2 separate regions of the Oryctolagus cuniculus genome follow, and region 1 is linked to region 2. Evidence: chromatin contacts called from public Hi-C data. All regions are on one chromosome and are shown on one strand. Each heading gives the region's core, a stretch centred on a gene start, on an enhancer-like site or on the middle of the called end of the contact. The rest is flanking DNA. Distances are from core to core; before and after follow the strand shown.

What was found. A called contact is a pair of places that touch in the nucleus more often than the background predicts.
Region 1: a Hi-C map of an unstated tissue shows a contact between it and region 2, with 1.6 times the contacts expected there. The contact joins the promoter of F3 here to the enhancer-like site in region 2. A contact is called at or near these places in 2 of 6 Hi-C or Micro-C datasets (liver and an unstated tissue).

Annotation. Positions count from the first base shown.
Region 1 is chr7:76,152,651-76,157,572 of mOryCun1.1, reverse strand. F3 (coagulation factor III, tissue factor) reads right to left here and starts at 1,876. Exons shown (of 6, transcript NM_001082291.1): 1 at 1,750-1,876; 2 at 636-741. The coding sequence starts at 1,849. LOC138850597 (a long non-coding RNA gene) reads left to right here and starts at 2,152. Exons shown (of 2, transcript XR_011390566.1): 1 at 2,152-2,330; 2 at 2,581-2,817.
Region 2 is chr7:76,028,253-76,033,320 of mOryCun1.1, reverse strand. No RefSeq gene overlaps it. Among named protein-coding and RNA genes, the nearest start is that of F3, 120 kb to the left of the region's middle. Within about 2 kb of position 3,205, at least 2 of the 8 cell types and tissues checked have an H3K27ac peak or open chromatin away from gene starts, as enhancers often do.

The sequences.
Region 1 (4,922 bases), core at 627-3,126, 130 kb before region 2:
CTGAAGTGCAGCACCACACCCCCCCAGGCCTGCTCAAGATTAGGCTCACCTCCCTCAGCTTGTACCCAACCCACAAATTTTCCAATCATTTAGCAAAACCAAAAAATTGAAATGTTATATATCAGTTTCAGGTCCGAAAATGCTGCAGGCTTGGTAAAGCGAGATGCTGGCCAGCAGACCTCCACATCGGCCCTTTGCTTTCTCATCTCTCTTTCTCTCTCTTTTTTTAATTTCTTTGACAGAGTTAGACAGTGAGAGAGAGGGAGACAGAGAGAAAGGTCTTCCTTCCATTGGTTCACCCCCAAATGGCCACCACAGCCGGAGCTACTCCGATCCAAAGCCAGGAGCCAGGTGCTTCTTCCTGGTCTCCCAAGCTCTTGGGCCATCCTCCACTGCTTTTCCAGGCCACAGCAGAGAGCTGGACTGGAAGAGGAGCAACCGGGACTAGAACCCAGTGCCCATATGGGATGCTGGCGCTGCAGGTGGAGGATTAGCCAAGTGAGCCACGGCGCCGGCCCTGCTTTCTCATCTCTTAATGATCTTACCCAATAATCAGTGTTAAAGATATCTGTACTCAGCACAGGAGAGTAGAAACACCGTAAACCTTCAAATCTCTTTTTTGGTACATGGCTTACCTTATCTGAACTGTGTAGACATGATCGATGGATTTGGGTTCCCACTCCAGAATTGTCTTGAAATTCGTTGACTTCCAAGTTAGATTATATGCTCTACCTGTAGTGTCTGAACAACACAGGGACCGCTATTATTACATGCGCTTCCCAGCACACGGGTCTCACTTTCCCATCCTCCCATCACCATACACTGCACATAATTGTTTTCAACCGCAAAAGCTCCCCTACTGAATTATCAAGAGGAAAAAAAAAAAATCAACATCCAGCCTGTAATCCACGGCTCTTGAACCCCTTGTTTGAAAGTGTCCCTGGGGAAAGCCTTGCACCGGCCAGGAGCCATCCAGGGTGTCTGGGACCCAGCTGGGGAAAAGCAAGGCTTAGGTTCAACTCAGCAGGGAAGACCAAGTAGGAGGGGGTTTCACCGAGTTGCAGACAAGGGCGAATCGCACACGTGGCGAAGGGCTACATGGGAAAACCGAGTCTGTCTACACCACCTCTACACTGAAACACCCAGATACCAAGGTGGTTTTATGGCCCTGTCCCCGCGGCATTTTTCGATTAGGAATGTTTTATCATGAAGACCTTTTTCCAACACTCAGAAGCTTCCTGTGTGTCCCCCTACCCCCGCCCTGAACAAGTACTGGGCATATAGGGGGTGCACGACATGGTGCCTGCTCCTGTTCACGCCTCATTTTACAACAGCACCAGCTCTACCCAAATCTAAATCCACAACGACCAAGCACAGACCGGGGCCCCTCTTCATTAGGGGAGATGCACATGGAATGAAATAGTTAAAACCCAAACTAAGGCAAGCGACCCGTGCAGATGCCGGCCCATGTCCATCCCTCCACCCCCAAGGTTACAACTCGGTGGAAAGTTCTAGCCCCAAAGCAGGAGTCAACAGGAGACTTAAGCAACCGCGCTCCAGCAGAAGGGGCAGCGGCGCTGGGGCTCCAGCCACCTCCCGCGCAGCTCCCACCTGCGCACCGCGAGGCCCAAGTTCATTCAAACCCGCGGCCGAGCCCCCGGAGCCAGGGCGAGCCCGCGGCCACCCAGAACCGTCTCCTCCGTCCCGCGGGCAGCGCGTCCCGGGCTTCCGCCGGTGGGGGCCACTCACCTGCGGCGCGGGCCACCTGGGCAAGCAACCAGCCGAGCAGCACCGTATAAGGAACAGCGGTCCCGGGACGCGGGATCTGGAGCCGGGTCGGGGGCGCCATGTCCAAAGGCCCACAAGGAGTGCGGATGGATTCTGCCGAGCCTGGGAGTCTGCGGAGGGTGGGCTGCAAGCGACCAGAGGCAGCCAGGGATCTACGGTTCTGCTGGAGCCCGTGCGGGGCGAGCTTTAAAGGGCCGCGCGCGACGCCGAGAGCCACGACCCGCCCCGAGCCGCCCCCGCCTCCGCCCCTGCTCCGGCCTCCCCGCCCCCCGGCGGTCACTACCGTCGCGGTGGGCGGCCCGCGCGAGTCCACACCCCTGCCCCGCCTCCTCTGCCTCGTAGGAAACTCCCAGACCCTGCAAGGGGTGATTCAACGCTGATTCAACCGCACCGCCGCGCGCCAAGTTGCTGTCGGCTGCAGGCGGGCCCAGGTGCTGTGAGGCTCGGCCCCCGAAGGCCCCTTGTGCCCGGGGCCCCCAGGCCAGGGAGGCCCGCGACGCTCAGCCTGGGCGGCCGGCAGGCCTACGGGGAAGAAGGAGCTCGTGAGTTGCAGGGAAGGGGCGCCCCTTCCACAGGGGGATAAAGGGCTGCGGGGCCGGCGGGAGCGCGGCGCTCGCCACCTGGAGCCTGGACGCTGGGCTCCGCTCCGGGGCATTTCCCGGGCCGTTTGCTCCCGGGCCAGGGTTGGGAGCCACAGCCCGGCAGCGGCTTGCCTGTGAGCAGGGCCCCTCCCGTCTGCGGCTTTCTTTTGCACCCCGAGGGGCTAGGGCACCTGGTTTGTCTACCTTACAGGGCGCTCGGCGCCAGCCGCGTCGTGCCGACCTGGGTGCCCGCCGCCGGTGTGGACCCGAACGACCCAGGGCCCACGGGTCTGAAGGTCACTTGGCCCCGGCATCCCTCGGTCCGAGGAGGAGCCGTCTCCCAGCTGGCACTTTGCCCCTGGGAGGATTCCAGCGTGACATCTGCGGCCCTGCGGTTCCAGAAAGGATGGTTCTCACACTGGAGAAGACATCCGTGGGACTGAATGAGTTCCACCCGAGTGCGGAAAGGCCGAAAAGGAAATTCAGAAATGTCATCAGACTTCCCCACCGCGCGCGCTAAGCCAGAGGTTTGCGGAATTACTCCCTGGCTTCCCCTTGTGGGCTTGCTGTGAAGTGGTCACGCGTGGAATGTCCGCGCTCACCTGTGCAGTGCACCGCGCGCTGCCCTGGCAAAGCCTCGCCCAATTCATTTGTTGTGTGGGCGACATCACTGCAGAGTTTTCAGGGCGAGAAGATGATGGGTTTTCTGTCTCATCCTCCCGGGAAGTGAATTGACACTTTTAGTGCGTACCAGGGGTCTTCAAACACTTCATGGAAATAAGCGGGGGCGGGGGGTGGAGGGGTGGGGGGCTGGGGAGCACTATGCACAGATTTCCAAAAGGATCTTGCACCCAAATAAAATTTTCTTTTGAATTCCATTTTCTACAAACTTTTTGAACTACCCGCATGCTGTATCCACATCTCCACATAGGCTGCTGGGCCTTAGGGTTGCATTCCTCTTAAAAGAAACAAAAGTTGGCACAGTTTTTATGTTCTGCCTTTGCCTGACCTGAAATAGCACATCCAGGGCCAGCCCTTGCCGTCCTTCCGTCCATGCAGGGGAAACCTGGCTGGCTGGTTTCCTCTCTCAGTTCTCTCCTAGCTCAAAAACCCACAAAGTATACGTTTGCAAAACTGAGTGGTGCAACCCCTCTTCTTGCCCCCTCTGGCCTGAGTCATTTTCCCTAACAGATCTTCAGCCCTGCCTGGGGTGTGATTCTTTGCTCCTTGGGGCTGAAGATAGCTGAAAGAGAAGCTTACATTGCTGAGATAATGAAATAATAACCATCTGTAGTATAGGACCCAAGGACTCGGGCTGCCTCTGCAGAGTAATTCCATTTGGAGTCTCTGACTGGCTTGAAATTTTGTGGGGTTCTTTGCACTACCAGGAACAGCCTTTTTTTTTTTTTTAACTTTTATTTAATGAATATAGATTTCCAAAGTACAGCTTATGGATTACATTGGCTCCCCCCCAATTACTTCCCTCTCACCCGCAACCCTCCCCTTTCCCACTCCCTCTCCCCTTCCATTCTTATCAAGATTCATTTTCAATTATCTTTATATACAGAAGATCCATTTAGTATACATTAAGTAAAGATTTCAACAGTTTGCACCCACATAGAAACACAAAGTGAAAAATACTGTTTGAGTACTTGTTATAGCATTAAATCTCAATGTACAGCACATTAAGGACAGAGATCCTACATGAGGAGTAAGTGCACAGTGACTCCTGTTGTTGACTTTACAAATTGACACTCCTGTCTATGGCATCAGTAATCTCCCTATGCTCCAGTTATGAGTTTCCAAGGCTATGGAAGCCCTCTGAGTTCTCCGACTCTTATCTTGTTTAGACAAGGTCATAGTCAAAAGGAACAGCCATTTGATAAGAAAAATATGCTTACTGTTCGATTGTGACACAAGAGGTGTCTTTGATGTTGAGAAATTAAATATTTTGCAAATTGACAAGATTGTCAGGGAGGAATTTGTTGGGTGTTTGTGTCAGTTTGGGGATAAATACTTAGTGACATTCTTGAAGCCTTGAAAAATGCTAACATGGTTCCTGTTTTCAAAAAGAGGAGGCAGAAAACTGGCCATGGTCAGTCACATTTTACAGCAACCTCTTCCCGGCGGATCAGATGATTTCTACACAGGCTGCTGTCTGACACCATTGAAAGCACAATGATTTCACTGCTGGTTTTTGCTGCACAGACATTGATTGCTAATCCGATTCCCTAGCTTTACACATGTGTTTTGCTTCTTTCAGTACAGTCATGCTTGGCAGTTACCAAAGGTTCCTCCTGTATGATATGAGGTGTTTTCAAAAAAATTTATAAAAAAATGTATTTGATGAAGAAACTATGCACGGATTGCAAAAAATTTTTTGCATCAAAATAAACACATCTTTTAATTCTGTTTTCTACAGACTTTCTGTAGTACTTTTCGTATACTTCTTGGAAGCCCTGAACGGTTGGAGAAGTTACTAGGCTGGAATGATAGGTGTGCTTGCCTGACCAAGCTTTCCAATTAGATCTTAGGGTGGCAGAGGATTGGCGA
Region 2 (5,068 bases), core at 1,956-4,455:
GCTTCTGTACCCTAAATCCAGCAAGTTAGTAAGGAGGAGGTTCGGGGCACTTTCGAGGCACACGCTGTTTCCTTAGACCCTCAGGGACTAACAAATCACAATTGCAGCATAGGCTAGCTTTATGATACAGGACCCTGTGAGTTATGACTTAAAGACGGCTTCAGGAGGCACATGGCTATCTTATCTTAGGTATGAGTTTAGGCCCTAGGTATGTGACTGACTACTGCGGTAGGGGAACAGGTTTCTAAGTCAGTACTGGTTTGCTTGGGCCCAGCTGGCCCTTTGATAGCAAGCGGGAGGGAGCCTGTAGCAGTCTCTCACACTGGCTCCTGAATGGCAAGCTGGAGGGGTTCTGTGCCATGCTCAGCAGAAAGGCATTGACCCTGAACCCTGCAAACGGCAGCTGTCCCCGAAGGCCTCTATCAGAACAGTGCTCGATACGCAGAGCGTGATCAATAGACACCGGAAGCCAGAAGCTCCCTCGAGAGAACATCTGGGACACCCCAGGCTTTAGGCAAAGCCACCCCAGAAATGCTCCTGGCAGCTGATGGAAAGTTTGCTGGTTCCAGATTTCCTTTGGGAAAGACACTGGACAGACTCCAAGGGTCTCCTAAATATTTGAATTTGAATTCAGGTTGTTTTATTACACTGTGCATTGGAAGGAAAATTCTCAGAGAAGTCAGACATCAACATTCCCCCCTTCCCCACTATCTTCCCTCCTGCCTCGCCTCCTGCTTAGCTCCCTGAGAGCACTCTCTGAACGTGTAGGCGAGTGCCTGCTAGACCGCTTTAGTAGACGCTCTTTGCACGGCCATTATTGCTTCCTCCATCGGCATCATAAGAAAAATACAACCTTTTTTTTGAAGTCTTAGAGCAAAGAGGTGCTGATAAAATCGACCTTGGCCCCAGCCTCAGTCCTGAGTTTGAACTGAGCCTGAACCTTCCTGCAGAATGGAGAGTGTTCCGTGAACACTGCCCTCCAGCCGCGGGCTCGTCATGGTCCTTGCACTTGCTGAGCCAGCCAGGCCTGGAGCTTCAGAAGGCTGCTTATCTCCCTGACAGCTTCGATGAGCTGAAAATATTTCCCAAGAAAGATGGTCCTCTGTATTTTCCTGACCTCTTTAGAGTCAGGGCATTTGGAAAAAGTGGGAAAAATTCCTGTGTCTGAACTGAAGCTTGACTTCCTGTGATGTCTGGTTCCTAAGAATGGGTCATTTATGTCTTTGCCTGGTTTCCCCAGGACCTCCTGAAGGGTTCAGGACAGAGCTGTGAGCCCTCAGTGGCGAGGCCATCAAAGCCAGTCCTCTGCTCCTACGCCACAGTGCTGCCAGTCGGATATCCAAAGCACCCCGGACTCCAGGCTCACCAGCCTCTGCATCTTTTACATGCTCGCTGTTCCCTCTGCAAGAGCACAGTACTCCCACAGCCCAGTCCTCAACATCCCAGCCACTCTCCCAGGCTCACCTCAAGTGTTTCTTGCCCCTTCAGCTGGCTGTGGTCTTGACTGCCTTTATCTCCTTCTGGAATGCTAAATCTTATACTATGTTAACTTGAATGATAAGCTTCAAAATTCACTTAAAAAACACTTCTCTCTCTCTCTCTTTTTTTTTTAAAGATTTATTTATTTAGCCATTTGAAAGTCTGAGTTACACAGAGAGAGGAGAGGCAGAGAGAGAGAGAGAGAGAGGGAGAGAGACAGAGGGAGATGTCTTCCATCCAATGGTTCACTCCCCAATCGGCTGCAACAGCCGGAGCTGTGCCGATCTGAAGCCAGGAGCCAGGAGCTTCCTCCGGGTCTCCCACGTGGGTGCAGGGGCCCAGGGACTTGGGCCATCTTCTACTGCTTTCCCAGGCCACAGCAGAGAGCTGGATTGGAAGTGGAGCAGCCGGGTTTCGGACCAGCGCCCATATGGGATGCCGGTGCTTCAGGCTGGGGCATTAACCCACTATACCACAGCACCAGCCCCAAAGGACACTTCTTAAGAACCCACAAGAGGCGTTGCGGCTCATTAGGCTAATCCTCCGCCTGCGGCCCCGGCACACCGGGTTCTAGTCCCAGTTGGGGCGCCAGATTCTGTCCTGGTTGCTCCTCTTCCAGTCCAGCTCTCTGCTGTGGCCCGGGAGTGCAGTGGAGGATGGCCCAAGTGCTTGGGCCCTGCACCCCATGGGAGACCAGGAGAAGCACCTGGCTCCTGGCTTCGGATCTGTGTGGTGCGCCGGCCCCAGCGGCCATTGGAGGGTGAACCAACAGTAAAGGAGGACCTTTCTCTCTGTCTCCCTCTCACTGTCCACTCTCCTGTCAAAAAAAAAAAAAAAAGAAGAAGAAGAAAGAAGAAGAAGAAGAACCTACTGGATAGCTGTGCCAGGCACTAAAGATAGAGACTCATGAGACCAAACTAACTCAAGGGCAGGCTTTGACTTCACAGTTAAGGTGTCTGTTAGGATGCCCACACCCCACAGTGGAGTGCCTGGGCTTGACTTCAGCCTCCAGCCCCTGACCCCAGCTTCCTGCCATTGCAGACATTGGGAGGCAGCGGGTGATGGCCCAAGTGCTTGGGTTCCAGTCACCCATATGGGAGACCCAGACAATGTTTCCAGCTCCTGACTTCAGCTCCTTGGCTGTTGTGGGCATTTTGAGAGTGACCCAGTAGTTGGATGGGATCTCTCTCTCTCTCACCGTTCTCTTCTTCCTCTCCCTCCCAATTAAATAAGATAAATAAACATAAAAATAAATAAAAATAAAACCGACTCAGTCAGTCAGTGTGGAGCTCTTAGCAGCCTGGGTACTGTCTATGGCAGCTGATGAATTGCTAGCAGTTTTAACATGTGCTTGCTTATCCTGGCTCAGGATTCTGGCGATTCTGTTACTAAACTGCTCTGCGCTCTCGTGTCCTCACTACAGAATGGAAGCTTGGGGTTAACACGGCCATTGAAGATCCTTCCCCACTCAGCAACGAGTGACTCTGCCGTTCCCCAGCTGCCTTGTCAGCACTTCGCTGGTCACTCTGCTCCCATTGTTTCTCATCCAGCGACCCAGGCAGAGAATTGGGGGTTGGGAGCTTACAGATAGCATCACGTCTATGTTTGCTGATCGTGCTGGGTACAGTGGTCAAGTGGCTGAGAAGCTACACCCTCTTATCTAGGCCTCCATCCCCTCACCTATAAAATGGGACAGTTGGGGTGGGGGTCAACTCTGCTCATCTGTGAGTCATGATCATCCGCCTCTTGTTCCCACAGGAGCACATTGTGTTCTGTGAGGCCAAGGCCGCCAAGCCACCTGGCAGACGGAGCAGAGACACACACTCAGCCACTCCCAGCCTCACCCCGGGGAGAGAAGCTGTGTTTTGAAGAAGAGGCTGGACAGAGTCCAGCGGGCTTAAAGCTGAGTTACTGCTCCCCATCCCCAGCGTTAAGCTTGCTTTGGGAAAAAAGCTGAACAAATATAACCTCTGAGGAGGAAGGGGCACAGCCCGCATCGCTTGATTGAATCCCTCATCCCTCTCAGCTTCCCTTTTCCCCAGCTTGCTGCCTCCGGGTCCCGGGCACAGCCCATTGGGTTGAACAGAGCTGCCAGCAGCACCCTGTCGATTCTTCTCCGGGATCCACGCACTCATCGGTCAAGTTCCCGTCACTCAGAGAATCTGATGTACAACGAAGAAAATCCAGTCAACTAGACTCTGCTGTCCCAAGTGGAAACCACGCTTCTGTCCCTGTCTCTCCTTAGCCTAGCACGTTAATCATGATGCCTTGGCCTGTTCCTGCTATTCTAACCAAGTATCTTAGCCTGAGTGGTTTGTAAATCATAGCAGTTTATTTCTCGCAGTTCCAGAGCTGAGAAGTCTAAGATCAAGGAGACAAGAGATCTGGTGTCTGGCCATCTGCTCTTTGCCTACAGCAGGAGTGGGGACGTCCAGCCAGACACCATATAAAGCCTGCAAGATCATTTGGTCTGGCCCTGCAGGGCAACTGCAGGCAGGACCTACAGCAGGCTAGTGTTTAGGCTGAGAGTTTTGTGCGGCCCGTGAATGATGTTAGAAACCTCCAAGTGGCCCATGGCAGAAAAGTGGTTTCTCAGCCCTGACCTACAGGATGGTGCCTTGCTGCTGAGCCCTCACATGGCAGAAGAGCAAAAAAACAGTGAACGCTCTCTCTGGGCCCTTTTGTAAATGTCCCCTGGGTGCCACAGTTTCATACCCCTGCCTTGGGGGTCAAGTTTCCACATGAGAAGTTTGAAGAAATACATTGTGTTCTAACCATAGCATTTACTATGCCCCTAGAAGATGGAGAGAAGACGGCACCATGCAATTTTGCTTCCACTTACTTAGCAGTATGTTTGTCAAGAGTCAGTTTCACTTGTCCCCAGACAAGTGACAATAGTCTTATTGTAATTTATTTGAATATTATATTAATCAATTAAATATGAGTACACAAAGGAAATTGTGTGTGTGTATATATACATACATTACATACATCTACATGAATGATTAAGGGCAGGCTCTGCGGCACAACAGGGTGAGGCACTATTTAGGACACCCACATCCCGCATGAGAGTGCCTGGGACCAGTCCTGTCTCCGCTTCTGATCCAGTCTCCTGCTAAGGCATTTAGAAGGCAGCAGGTGAGAGCACAGGTACTTAGGTTCCAGCCACCCACATAGCACATAGCACATAGCAGACCAGATGGAGCTCCTGGCTGTTGCAGGCATTTGGGGAGTGAACCAGCAGATGAAAGATTCTCTCTCTTCCTCTCTGCCACTCTGCCTTTCCAATTAATTAACTAATTAATTAAGAGGCAGAGGCTGGCATTGTGGTGGTAGCAGGTTAAGCCACCACCGACAATACCGGCATCCCATATGGATGAGCTTCACTTCTGATTTAGTTTCCTGCTAATGTGCCTGGGAAAGGATGTCCAAGTTCTTGGGCCCCTGCACCCACATGGGAGACCCAGGTGAAGCTCCTGGCTCCTGGCTCTATCCTGGCCCAGCCCTAGCTTTTGTAGCCATTTGGGGAATGAACCAGTAGATGGAAGATTCTCTCTCTCTTCCCCTCTTTCTGTAACTCTGCCTTTCA